Regions from separate parts of the Sus scrofa genome. Here region 2 is linked to region 1. Evidence: chromatin contacts called from public Hi-C data. All regions are on one chromosome and are shown on one strand. The core of a region is the stretch at or near the end of the contact, and the rest is flanking DNA. Distances in the headings are between cores, read along the strand shown.

Region 1 (5,558 bases), core at 863-3,362:
GAACAGCAGATGGGAAAAGAAAATAGAAAAACAGAACGTTTACCTGTTGTGAACTTTTAGATAATATTTGCTGAGGAACTTTTTATGACATGTGGGGCATTCGACCGGCACCGCTGTACCTTTTCTGTCCTCGGCAGGCTCGGCTGCCAGGGAGCCTGTGCTCAGGGCCGGCTCAGCAGCACAGGGCTTTCTCACTACGTTTGATTTCCTCCTGGTTGGCACAGCCTCAGTCTCAGTCTCAGAAACGTAATCGCCATCCCCGTCGTCCTCAACCTGAACCACCACTTCCCACTAGAGCAGAAGAGCAAGGTTACCAAATTAATCCACAATGGTTCTGGTGGTGGATCTACAGGGCAGCCAGCTCCACCCAGGCCCCTTCTAAGTCCCAATCCAGGCTTCATTAGTGACTGCTCCCTTCAAGGGCCCAGGGCAGGCAGCATCCGAATCCTGGATTTGGAGGACAGTTGAGCTACTGGTGGGTAACTGGGGGTTTGCCTGGATTTCACTACCTTGGGGAAAGACCGGATGTGCCCACTCCACCCCAAGAAGCTGGCAACCACCGACACGACTCGCCAACAGATCAGCCTGAGGCTGCAGAATGGAGCCGGCTTCTTAGATTCGGAGAAAACCTGTTCCAAACCCACCAAACAGATTCGGCCTTAGGGTCTAGGTTATCCCGCAGTCACACTTTCCCCAAAGAAGTGTGGATGTCTTCTCCCTACTCCTGCCTCCCCGTTTCCAGCACCCTGGGCATGGTACCTCATTACTCCCGCCCTGCAGCTGGACACCTTCAGCCTCGAAGGGCCTTGGGGGCACTTTGCAATCCTCAGGCTCCTTGTCCTCGGAGGGATGAAGCTTCAGGGCCTGCTTGAGTTTCCCACGGAGGAAGGAGGGGTTCTCGCTCTGAGCAGGGAGACCGAGCTGGGGCCTCTGGGGGCTGGGACTGCCACTGAGCTCCTGATCCCTGGGGACCTGACCCAGAGTCCGCGACACGTCCTCTTCCTCCAAGCCTGCTGGCTCCTTGAGGTGGCTGTTCACATCCCGGGGGCCAGCTTTTCCCAGTCCACTCTGGCCGCTTGGCACCTGTCCCACTGAGGTTTTGGGCTTGAAGCTCTGGCACAGCTCTACAGCCTCGGGCACTCGCAACTCCCTGGCTGCCAAGAGCACCTGATCCCGGTTCCCTGAGGTCAGAGCAAGGTGACCAGTGTAGAAAAAGTCCAACAGGAGGCCAAAGATCTCTGCGAAGCCAGCGGGGAGGACCACACTGCCCCCTGAGCCATCCCCATAGAGGCTCTGGAAGAAGTGGCTGCAGCAAGCAAGAACACTCCAGTGTGCCTTGAACACCAGGCCCCCCACGTCCAAGGTGGCATCGCAGTACTGGCCCCTCTCCCGCTGCTTGTTGAGCTCCTGCAGAACCCTCACACTGTGCTGGACGAAGGAGCCGTCCATGGTCCTTTGCAGGGGAGAAAGGCCGCAGTGACACCCTCACCAGTCCAAACCAGGGTAGCAAGAGAAAGCCTCTGGATCTGAGAAGAGGGGAAGGGGAGGAGGGACTCTACTCAGTTATTTATTTCAATGAGGCTCAGCCGAGATAGAAGATGCAAGCGGACACAGGAACTGAAAGTCTTCCTGGGGGCGGGGGCCAAGTAAGCAGCCCATCACTGGGGGTGGCCAGAGTGGGTGGTGGAGGTGCAGACGGACTAGGTGGGGACCGAGTCGTGAAGGGGTGCTGGTGGGAGGAAATCAAAAGTTTGGGAAAAGAGGCGAAGGATCAGCGCAAACTGATCAGCCGGGCGCAGCGAGAGGACCCGAGACAGGGGAGGGCGGCGGCTGCGGACAGGTGAACAGAGCCCACGCCGCGCCCACACGTCCCGGAAGGCGGCCGCGGTCATACTCCGTCAGCGGCCACCGCGGCCCACAGCCCCCTCCCTCGCCCCGTGTCCCCGGACCTCCTCACCCAGGCCGGGCCTCCCCACCGGCCCCAGGCCAAGTCGCCCATACAGCCCCACTAACCAACTGCCCGAACCGTACGTGCACTGCCGGCCGTGCAGAGACGCCGACGCCGCCGTCGCCGCCGCCGCCGCCGCCGGACGTGACGTCAGGGCGCGCCGGCCTGGGCGGGACGCCTCGGAGGAGCAGGTCTTTGCCTCCGGCCCCTGGAGGCGGTACCACTTAGAGAACAGCCAATGGGATGCGAGGAGAGGCGGGACTAGCCCTGTTCCCTCGGCTCTGGGCCCGCGTCCCAGAGTTGCCTAGCAACGCCAAGCTGGCGGCTGGGATTTGGACTCACGCTGGCGAAGTCGCGAGGTTTCGGCTGCGCTTATCCCCGCCTGGCGCCCCCAGACTTGAAGAGGCAGCGCCCCACCCTCGCCCTAGAGAGGAAGACGCAGCTAAGACGCACATCTCACCTCTTTTTTTTTGTTTTTAAGGCGAGAAATAGATTTATTAAGGTAGGACGCTTGTGAGAGATGCAAGCGGGCAGGCAAGGAGGCTCTGCCCATTTCACCTCTTCATTGGCGGCTGGCGGAGCCCAGACTGAACTTTAGCCTGGGTTTATACTTCCCAAGCTAAGGCTGAGGAGCCCAAAGACCTCCCGGACACACCAGGTCCTGAGCACCCTGCTCCACCTGTGACCCTCTGGGCAGCGGAGACTTCAAGTCCACCCTGCTCCTGCTTGGCCCTCCCCGAACCAGTGGTCAGGTGGAGCCACAGCGCCTGCTGTAGTCCTGGATGGAGGCCTGGAAGTGCTCCGTGCTGTTGAGATCTGGGCGGCACAGGATGATATAGCATTTGGGGAGGAAATAACCGCTGAAGCCTCCACTCAGGCTGCTCAGCATGGCAAACACGTTGACGGCGGCCAGGTACTTGCCCTGGTAGACACTGGCCACGGTGAAGAAGGTGATCCAGGACACGAAGTTGAGGAGCAGGCTGAAGGTAACACATTTGGCCTCATTGTAGTTCTCTGGCAGGTCCTTACCCAGGTAGCTGCAGGCAAAGGCGCTGACCGAGAGGAGACCGTTGTAGGTGAAAGCCAGCCTTAAGCCCAGTGAATTCGCTTCTGTGCAGTCAAGCACCACCAGCTGTGGGAAGCGCTGGTATTCCCTGGTGGGCAGTGGGGTCCACACTGCCAGCCAAACCAGACAGATAAGCAGCTGGGTTATCGAGCTGATCACCACAAACAGGCCAGCACCATGGTTTTGGACCCACGCGTGAAAGAATGTGGGCATCTTGGCAGAAAACTTGAAGATGAAGACAAGTTGGAAAGAGCGGATTGTCAGGCAGGACAGGAAGATGGCAAAACCAAGGGCAAAGAGGCCTTGGCGCAGCAAGCATGTGGGCAGCATGGGCTCCCCAAAAAAGCCATAGAGGCCGCAGCTGCCCCCTGCCAGGGAGCCCAGCATGAGGAAGCACATTCTGCCCCCAGCGGACCTCACCACAGGGGTGTCTAGGTACCAAGCAAACAGGCCAGCAGTCCCAGCCACCAGCAGCAGCAACATCGTGTTAGCTGCTAGCAGCACCCAAGAGATGGGCTCATGCCAAGTCAAGAATACCACGGTGCGTGGGAAGCAAGTCTGGCTTCTCTCAGGTGCCCACTCTTCTTTCCCACAGGGTTGGCAGCTGTAGGGGTCTGGAAGGGAAGGCGGAGAGGGTTCCTGAGAGCCAGGTGAGCCCAGCAGGAACGGGGAAGGGAGGTGTGCAAGGCTGCAGGGTGCTGGGAGGGCTGTCCCGCAGGAGCCAGGCTATGCCAGGCACAGCAAGACGGGAGTATCCCTGAGTGACGGGGTTCCAGAGGTCACATGTTTCCTCCAGATGCCTGTGTTGATTAGGGCGACACTGGGGTAGGTTCTGTACAACTCATGATCCCAGAAGAGGTTTACAGACAAGAGGTCCTATGGAGGACCCTACCCTATAAATCTCCCCACATGCTAGGGAGGCTATGATCCAACGGGAGCAGCCAGGCCCCAAAGGAAGGGCATTTTCATCTCTCCGTGGCCCTACCACTAACCAGATCCACCTGCCTGAGCTGCTGCTCTGAGGTTTCTCTGATTTGACTTTCTCAGGTTAGAGGACATATAGTTTCATGCCCAGGGAGACACTCAAAGGCAAGTGTGTGGCTCCTGGAGTCCATCTCTGGGCTGAACCCTTAGCAACCTCAGTTTGCCACTGATCTTGACCTTGCATCACTGAGGAGAGTATGCTTGTTTTGCTTTGTTTTGTTTTTCTGCTGTAGACATGCGAGTATCTGCATTCAGGCCAAGCTCTTCGCGGTGCTGGCTGTCAGTGGCATGGATCACGGGAGGGACTTCATACAGATAGCGTGGAAGGGTACAAAGGAAACGACAGCCACATCTGTTTGGAACAGAGGTTGAATTTAGGGAGTTCCTGTGGCGGCTCAGTGGTAACGAACCCGACGAGTATCCATGAGGACGCAGGTTCAATCTCTGTCCTCACTCAATGGGTTAAGGATCCACCGTTGCTGTGAGCTGTGGTGTAGATCGCAGACGTGGCTTGGATCCTGTGTTGCTGTGGCTCTGGCGTAGGCCGGCAGCTACAGCTCTGATTCGACCCCCAGCCTGGGAATCTCCATATGCTGTGGGAGCAGCCCTAAAATGGCAAAAAAACAAAAAAACAAAACAAAACAAAAAGGTTGTATTTAGGATATCATTGCCTCTGCAGGCATTGGCTTGGGAGCTCTCAAACAAAGGACACAGCTAGGCCCGAGGCCGTCAACTGGTTGGTTCTTTCTGCTTGATCAGAATTCAGTCTCCAACCTGTCACTAACTGGCAGAAAAGTGACCAAGCCCTGGTTCTGCACGTGTACAGCCGGAGGGAGGTCCTGTCCTCTGCTCTACGCCTTCAGAGCACCCAGTGGGTCACCTGATCACCGTTCAGTCACTCACCACTCTCGTTGAGGAAGGTCCCGGCCTCACAAGGCACACACTCAAAGCAGCAGTGGTGGAAACTCATGATCACTTTCTGGTGGCCCTCAGGACAGTCGCTGGAACACACGGACGTCGGCACCTGCAAGAAGCCATCGACATTCTGCAACCGTGGACGGGGGTTCCAAATCACGGGATGCTCCCATGTGGGACCGAAAACTGGCTCCCTGGCATCTGCGCCCACGGTTCATTCCCAGGGCAGAGCCCTGGGTTGTGTGACCAGCGACAAACGGGCATCTGTCTGGGAGCCCGTAGATGCATAGCGGCCGGGTCCCCAGGGCCCCCTCTCCTGCTCTGTGTAGGCTGTGTCCGCCCTGTCCCCAGGCTCCTGACAGTCCACTGGGCAGTCACCTGCTGAGTGACCATGTCCACGTTACCTGGTTGTCCCCGCCACGCCATGGGATTTTGGTAGTATTTATGTCTAGCTGAACTGGCGACAACAATGACGACGATGACGAGCCGATGACCCTGAAGGTCCACTTGGGGCCACTCCAGTCCCAGGCAATTATGTCATAGCCGCTGAGCGAGTCCCCACTGTCACTAAATGTCACAGTGTGCTTGTGTAGAAGGAAATTGACCTTGCGGATCTCCTCCAGGAGCTGAAACAACGGGGTGACG
Region 2 (5,558 bases), core at 1,337-3,836, 35 kb before region 1:
ATGTTATGCCAAGAATACTGGGAAACTGGTTAGGAGATAAAAGCTTAAGAAACAAAAGTCTTTTTCTCGGTACTCACAGGGCATTTTCTGACATTATCTATTAGTTTCTACAGGCCTATCAAGAACCCTACAACTACTTTTTTGCCACAAATTTTCCATTTTGAAAACAAACTCCTGCTGCAGCTGTAACTAAAGCATTGTGAGAGACTTCAAAACTCAAGGATGTAACCTTCAGAACTCGGGCCTGAGACCCTGGAGCGGAATCTCACGTGACCCCTCCCCAGGCAGGGCTGCCTGAGGGCCCCCTGCTCCTAAGGACCCTCTCCTGCAAAGGAGACATTTCGTGCTGGTCCCTCCGCGGCTCCAACATCCGGAGGCCAGGCACCTAAATATCCCCAACTCAGACACTAAACCAGAAACAATCCCGCTAATATCACTTGCACGCTGAAAATGAAACACTCTTAAGTTTTGGCTTGCGTGTCCCGTCCCCATCAAATCCAGAAATCCCTCAACAAGAGCGGATTCTCTCCTGAAGAAGAGATGAGCTCAAGGAGAAAAAGCTCTGATTTGCTACTAAACAAAACAACTGTGCCTCGCTACGGTTCATGCGCCCAGCGAATTCACTGAGATTTTCTTTAATCATTTTATCACCCATTCCAACCCCACCCTCAGGCGCTAACCTAAGGTCCAGAACCTAGGGGCCCACTCCCCACCAGGGTGCAGGCAGGGGAGGAAGTGAGGGGGGTGGGCTCCTGGGCCCGCCCCACCCGGCCCCGCCGCAGCACCGAGTGCCCAGAGAGCAGCGCGGCCCGCAGGTCTCCTTCCAAGGGCTCCACTTACTTTCTCCCCTCGGTGGTAGCAAACCACCTTCTTCCCACCACCCGCTCGGCCGCCCGGACCCTGGGGCGGGGGGGGGGGGGGGGCAGGTCAGCGGCGCGCCAGACTCCGCGCGGTACCCCTTGCTTCCTGCGCCGAGGAGATCCTGCCCCCACGCCCGGGAAGAAGTGGCCGCCCTCCCTCCCGCCGGGTGGGTGGGAGGACTGCGGCCCTCAAACTCTCGGGGAGAACTTTTATTTCGGCGGGGAACGTATATAAGTGGATCAGCAGCCCAGACCAAGAGTGCAAGGCGGCGGCGCCCTCGGGCCCAGGGCGGGGAACCCGCGCCGCCCCCACCGCGCCCGCCGCCCGCGCCCCGCCGCCTTTAGGAAAAGCAGATGGCGGTGCGGCCCCTTCCCCGCCCTCCCGCGGAAGCCGCCCCCCGCTGACACTCGGCCCCGGAAGGTGCGGGGCCCAGCCAGGGGGGAAGGGGCCGCGCAGAGCCGGCCAGGATTCGGGGACCCAGGCGGGCAGGCCCGCGAGCCCCCGAGGCGGCAGCGCCGCGGGAGAGCGCGCCCGGCGCCGCCTCCCCTCCCCCACCCGCCTGCTGCCGGACCCGCACCCCGGACTCGGCGGGCCTCGGGAGGGGGAGGGGACCGCGGCGGGGGCGCCGGAGGAGGGGGGGGCTCTGGCCGGGAGAACCGAGGGCCGATCCCCGGAAGGAGGGGGAGCCGGGGCGGGGCGAGCAGAGCCCGGGGGCGGGGGCCCCGGAGGGGGAGGCGAGCGCGCCGGGGGTGGGAGCACCGCTCGGGCCCCCGCAAGGGTGGGGACCCCGAAGGACGAGTACTCCCCCCCACACCTCCCCGGCCGGAGGGGGCGGAGGCCGAACGGGAGTTAGGGGGCGGGGCGCGGGCCACAAGGCCCGGGGGATTAGGGGAGAAGGCGGGGGCGCGGGGAGCAGAGTCCCCGTCTGAGGGGGGCCGCGAGCCCCTGCGGGAGGGGGTGGGGGATTCCTCCGAGAAGCGGGAGCGCGGAGCTGCGGGGTCTCGGGCCGAGTCCCCGGGGGCGGGGAAGGGGTAAGCCAGGCCGGCAGGGAGGGGCCGGGGGCGCCGACAGGTCCCCGGGCTACGCGAGGCCGGGGAGGAGTGGGCACGGTACATCGGGGGAAGGGGCGCCGAGAGGACGCGGACGCCCGCGGAAGGGACGCCGAGGAGAAGACCGGCGGGGAAGAGCGGGCGCGGGCCCGAGTGGGGGGCGGGGTTGGGCGCCCGGGGTGGGGGGAGACGAGGGATAGCTGGGGGAGGGGAGAGAGGCGCTCGGCCGGCGAGGGTCCGGCTCCGAGAGCACAAGACGGGGTGAGGGTGGTCGGGGGCTGCCCAGACGCAGCTCTCACTCACCTCCGGGTGGAAAGCGGCGGCGCAGGAGTCGGAGTCCATGTTCAGGGTGGGGGGCGGCGGCCGCGGGAGTGCAGGGGCCGGGATGCGGGCGCCGAGTCGCGGGGGCCGCGCAGGGCGAGGGCGGACCCGGGAGGGGTCGCCCTGACTAGAGATGATGGGGGGCTCGGCGTGTCGCGTCCCAGTCACTGTGCTCTCGGGCAGGCGGCTCCACAGCCGAGCAGAGTTGTTGATGCAGCTCCCCACGACCAACGCGACTGGAGAGGCGGGAGAGTCGCTGCGGGGGGCGGCGGCGGCGGCGGCGGCGAGCGGGAACCCGACCGGCTCCCCGACCTGACGCCCAGTTCGGCTCGTGTCTCGGGAGGGAGGGCGGGAGAGCCGCGAGGCCTTTCGGGAAATGTAGTCTAGAGGCGTACGGAAAGCCGACGGCGAGGGGGCGGGGCGCGGGGGCGGGCGCGGGGCATTGTGGGATTCGTAGTTTCCAGCCCCACGGCTGAGGCACACAAAGGCCACCTCGAGGACTCCAATCCCCACAGAGCTCTGGGGCAACTGCCCGGTCTACGGAGGCGGTGGCTCCGGGACCTGAGGCCGCCGGAACGGGGGAGGTGCGGGGGCTCGCGCCGGCTCGGCGATGGGGGAGGGGTGGCGCGAGAGACAGCGCCTCGGTCTCTGCGGGGGCGAGGGAGGTCAGGGGTCGCCGCGGCGGGTGGGGGCGGCGCTGACGGCCTCGGTCGCGATGGGCGGCAGCGGCTAGCGCCCCCTCTCTTTTCCTTTGGGACTCGGGGTCTGTGCCCCTTTGTGGGGCTGGGGTCACCGCGTCCGGGCGGGGGCGGGGGGTGCTGACGTCGTTGCCGCCCCCCCCCCCCCCCGCGCCTCAGGTCCGCTGAGCGAACTTGTTTTGGCGGCTGCGGGTTTCTGGCCGGTTCCAGCTCGCCCGGGGGTCGGGGACGGCCGGACCGAGGCCGAGCGGGGGTCGGACTGCCTGACTCCCCGTAGGAAGCACCTCGGGTGGTCGGATTACCACCGCATTTTTCAAAAACTATGCCGGTACTACCAGTGTTTGGGAAGATGTTGGCTTTAAATTCCTTTTTTTTTTCTTCTTGCCTAACCTTGGGACCGCTCGTTTTCTCACTTTACCTTGAATTCGTTCCCGAATAGATTCCTCACAGGTTTACGACATTGGGAGGGAGGCGAAAACCTGATAGAGATATTTGGTATTGACGTTGACTTTTTTTAATTGATATTTAATTGAGGAGTTGGCCGTGTTTAAATGCTGGACGCTGGAGTATTTTACGACTTTGGTGTTGAAGATTGATAGACTCTGAACACTTAGTTGAAAATTAAACTGTTTTGATAAAGTGACCGTGCGGAGGCCTGAGGTGCTTGAATGTTTTTCATAACCATTTAAAAGAAAAAAAATACAAACTGCAAATGATTCGATAACGTATTTGGTAGTTTCAAAGACAACTGTTAAAGAGAAATGACATAAATTTTTAAATTCAAGTCATCCTGTGCTAAATCAGAACACTGATTGGAAGAACCCCTAAAAGCTGCGGATAATTCCCAAGGGAGTGACTGCTCCATTGGTTGACTCTTGCTGATTGGTTGGTTAAGAGAATTCTGATGGAAACATTTCGTAGTTAAGAGACTGGATTTATCTTAGAAATACGTCTCCAAGCCTCAATTACTTGAGCTATAAATTGTTTAGCTTGCCCCATAATAGTAGTTTACCCTTGCTACTTTTTAAAAGTTATTTTGGAAGTTCTGATGGTGGCTCAGTGGTAACGAGCCAGACTAACATCCGTGAGGATGCGGGCTCGATCCCTGGCCTCGCTCAGTGGGTTAAGGATCCAGCATTGCCATGATCTGTGGTGCAGGTCACAGATGCAGCTCAAATCCCAAGTTCCTGTGGCTGTGGTGTAGGCCAGCAGCTTTAACTAGGATGTGACCCCTCGCCTAGGAACTTCCATGTGCCGTTAGTGCGGCCCTAAAAAGCAGAAATAAAATACTATTTCAACTAAGCATAGAATTACCTTATGATCCAGCAATCCCATTGCTGGGAATATACCTGGACAAAACTGTAATTCAAAAAGGTACATGTGGGAGTTACTGTCATGGCACAGCAGAAACGAATCTGACTAACATCCATGAGCATACAGGTTTAATACCTGACCTCGGTTAAGGACCCGGTGCTGCTGTGAGCTGTGTTGTAGGTCGAAGGCACAGCTTGGATCTGGTGTTGCTGTGGGTATGGCGTCGGCCAGCGGCTACAGCTCCCGATTCGACCCCTAGCCTGGGAACCTCCATATACCTCGGGTGTGGCCCTAAAAAGAATCATGTACCCCTATTTTCATAGCAGCACTATTCACAATAGCCAGGACATGGAAACAACCTAAATGTCCATCAACAGATGAATGCCTAAAGAAGATGTGGTTAATGTATACACTGGAATACTATTCGGCCATAAAAAAAAAACTAAAAGTCATGCTATTTGCAGCAATGTGAATGTGACTAGAGATTGTCACACTAAGTAAGTCAGAAAAATACCATATGATACCACTTATATGTGCAACCTAAAACACGACACAAATAAACCTATCTACAAAACAGAAACAAACAGAACAGACTTGTGGTCGGTCGCCAAGGGAGAGAGGGAAGGGACTGGGGTGGACTGGGAGCTTGGGGTTAATAGAGGCAGACTATTACATTGAGAATGGATAAATAAGGTGCTGCTATACAGCGCAGGGAACTGGGATAGACCGTGATGGAAAAGAATGCGAAAGAGGGAGTTCCCATTGTGGCGCAGTGGTTAACGAATCCGACTAGGAACCATGAGGTTGCAGGTTTGATCCCTGCCCTTGCTCAGTGGGTTAACGATCCGGCATTGCCATGAGCTGTGGTGTAGGTTGCAGACGCGGCTCGGATGGAGCATTGCTGCAGCTCTGGTGTAGGCCGGTGGCTACAGCTCTGATTAGACCCCTAGCCTGGGAACTTCCATATGCCAAGGGTGTGGCCCCAGAAAAGACAAAAAAAAAAAAAAAAAAAACTGATCATTATTCCCTATAGTATAATTTTTCACATCATAAACATTAAGGAAGTTCCTGTCGTGGCTCAGTGGTTAACGAATCTGACCAGGAACCATGAGGATGCAGATTCGATCCCCGGCCTTGCTCAGTGGGTTAAGGACCCGGTGTTGCTGTGAGCTGTGGTGTAGGTTGCAGACTCGGCTCAGATCCTGCGTTGCTGTGGCTGTGCTGGAGGCCGGCATCTACAGCTCCGATTAGACTCCTAGCCTGGGAACCTCCATGTGCTGTGGGAGCAGCCCTAGAAAAGGCAAAAAGACAAAAA

What was found. Hi-C and Micro-C count contacts between places; a contact is called where the count stands out from the background.
Region 2: a Hi-C map of skeletal muscle shows a contact between it and region 1, with 2.7 times the contacts expected there. The contact joins the promoter of PHF13 here to the promoter of ZBTB48 in region 1. A contact is called at or near these places in 1 of 5 promoter capture datasets (fetal liver), 9 of 47 Hi-C or Micro-C datasets (alveolar macrophages, blood, embryonic fibroblasts and 5 more) and 2 of 2 datasets of contacts at active chromatin or transcription factors (alveolar macrophages and skeletal muscle).

What each region holds. Positions count from the first base shown.
Region 1 is chr6:67,407,112-67,412,669 of Sscrofa11.1, reverse strand. It overlaps ZBTB48 (telomere zinc finger-associated protein), which reads right to left and starts at 2,112. Exons shown (of 12, transcript XM_003127543.5): 1 at 2,032-2,112; 2 at 760-1,526; 3 at 44-291. The coding sequence starts at 1,449. TAS1R1 (taste receptor type 1 member 1) reads right to left here. Exons shown (of 6, transcript XM_013988748.2): 4 at 5,318-5,539; 5 at 4,902-5,022; 6 at 2,434-3,628. The coding sequence ends at 2,697. It overlaps LOC110261086 (a long non-coding RNA gene), which reads left to right and starts at 2,255. Exons shown (of 3, transcript XR_002344877.1): 1 at 2,255-2,934; 2 at 3,610-3,664; 3 at 4,232-5,558.
Region 2 is chr6:67,442,988-67,448,545 of Sscrofa11.1, reverse strand. PHF13 (PHD finger protein 13) reads right to left here and starts at 2,586. Exons shown (of 5, transcript XM_021095267.1): 1 at 2,214-2,586. The coding sequence starts at 2,252.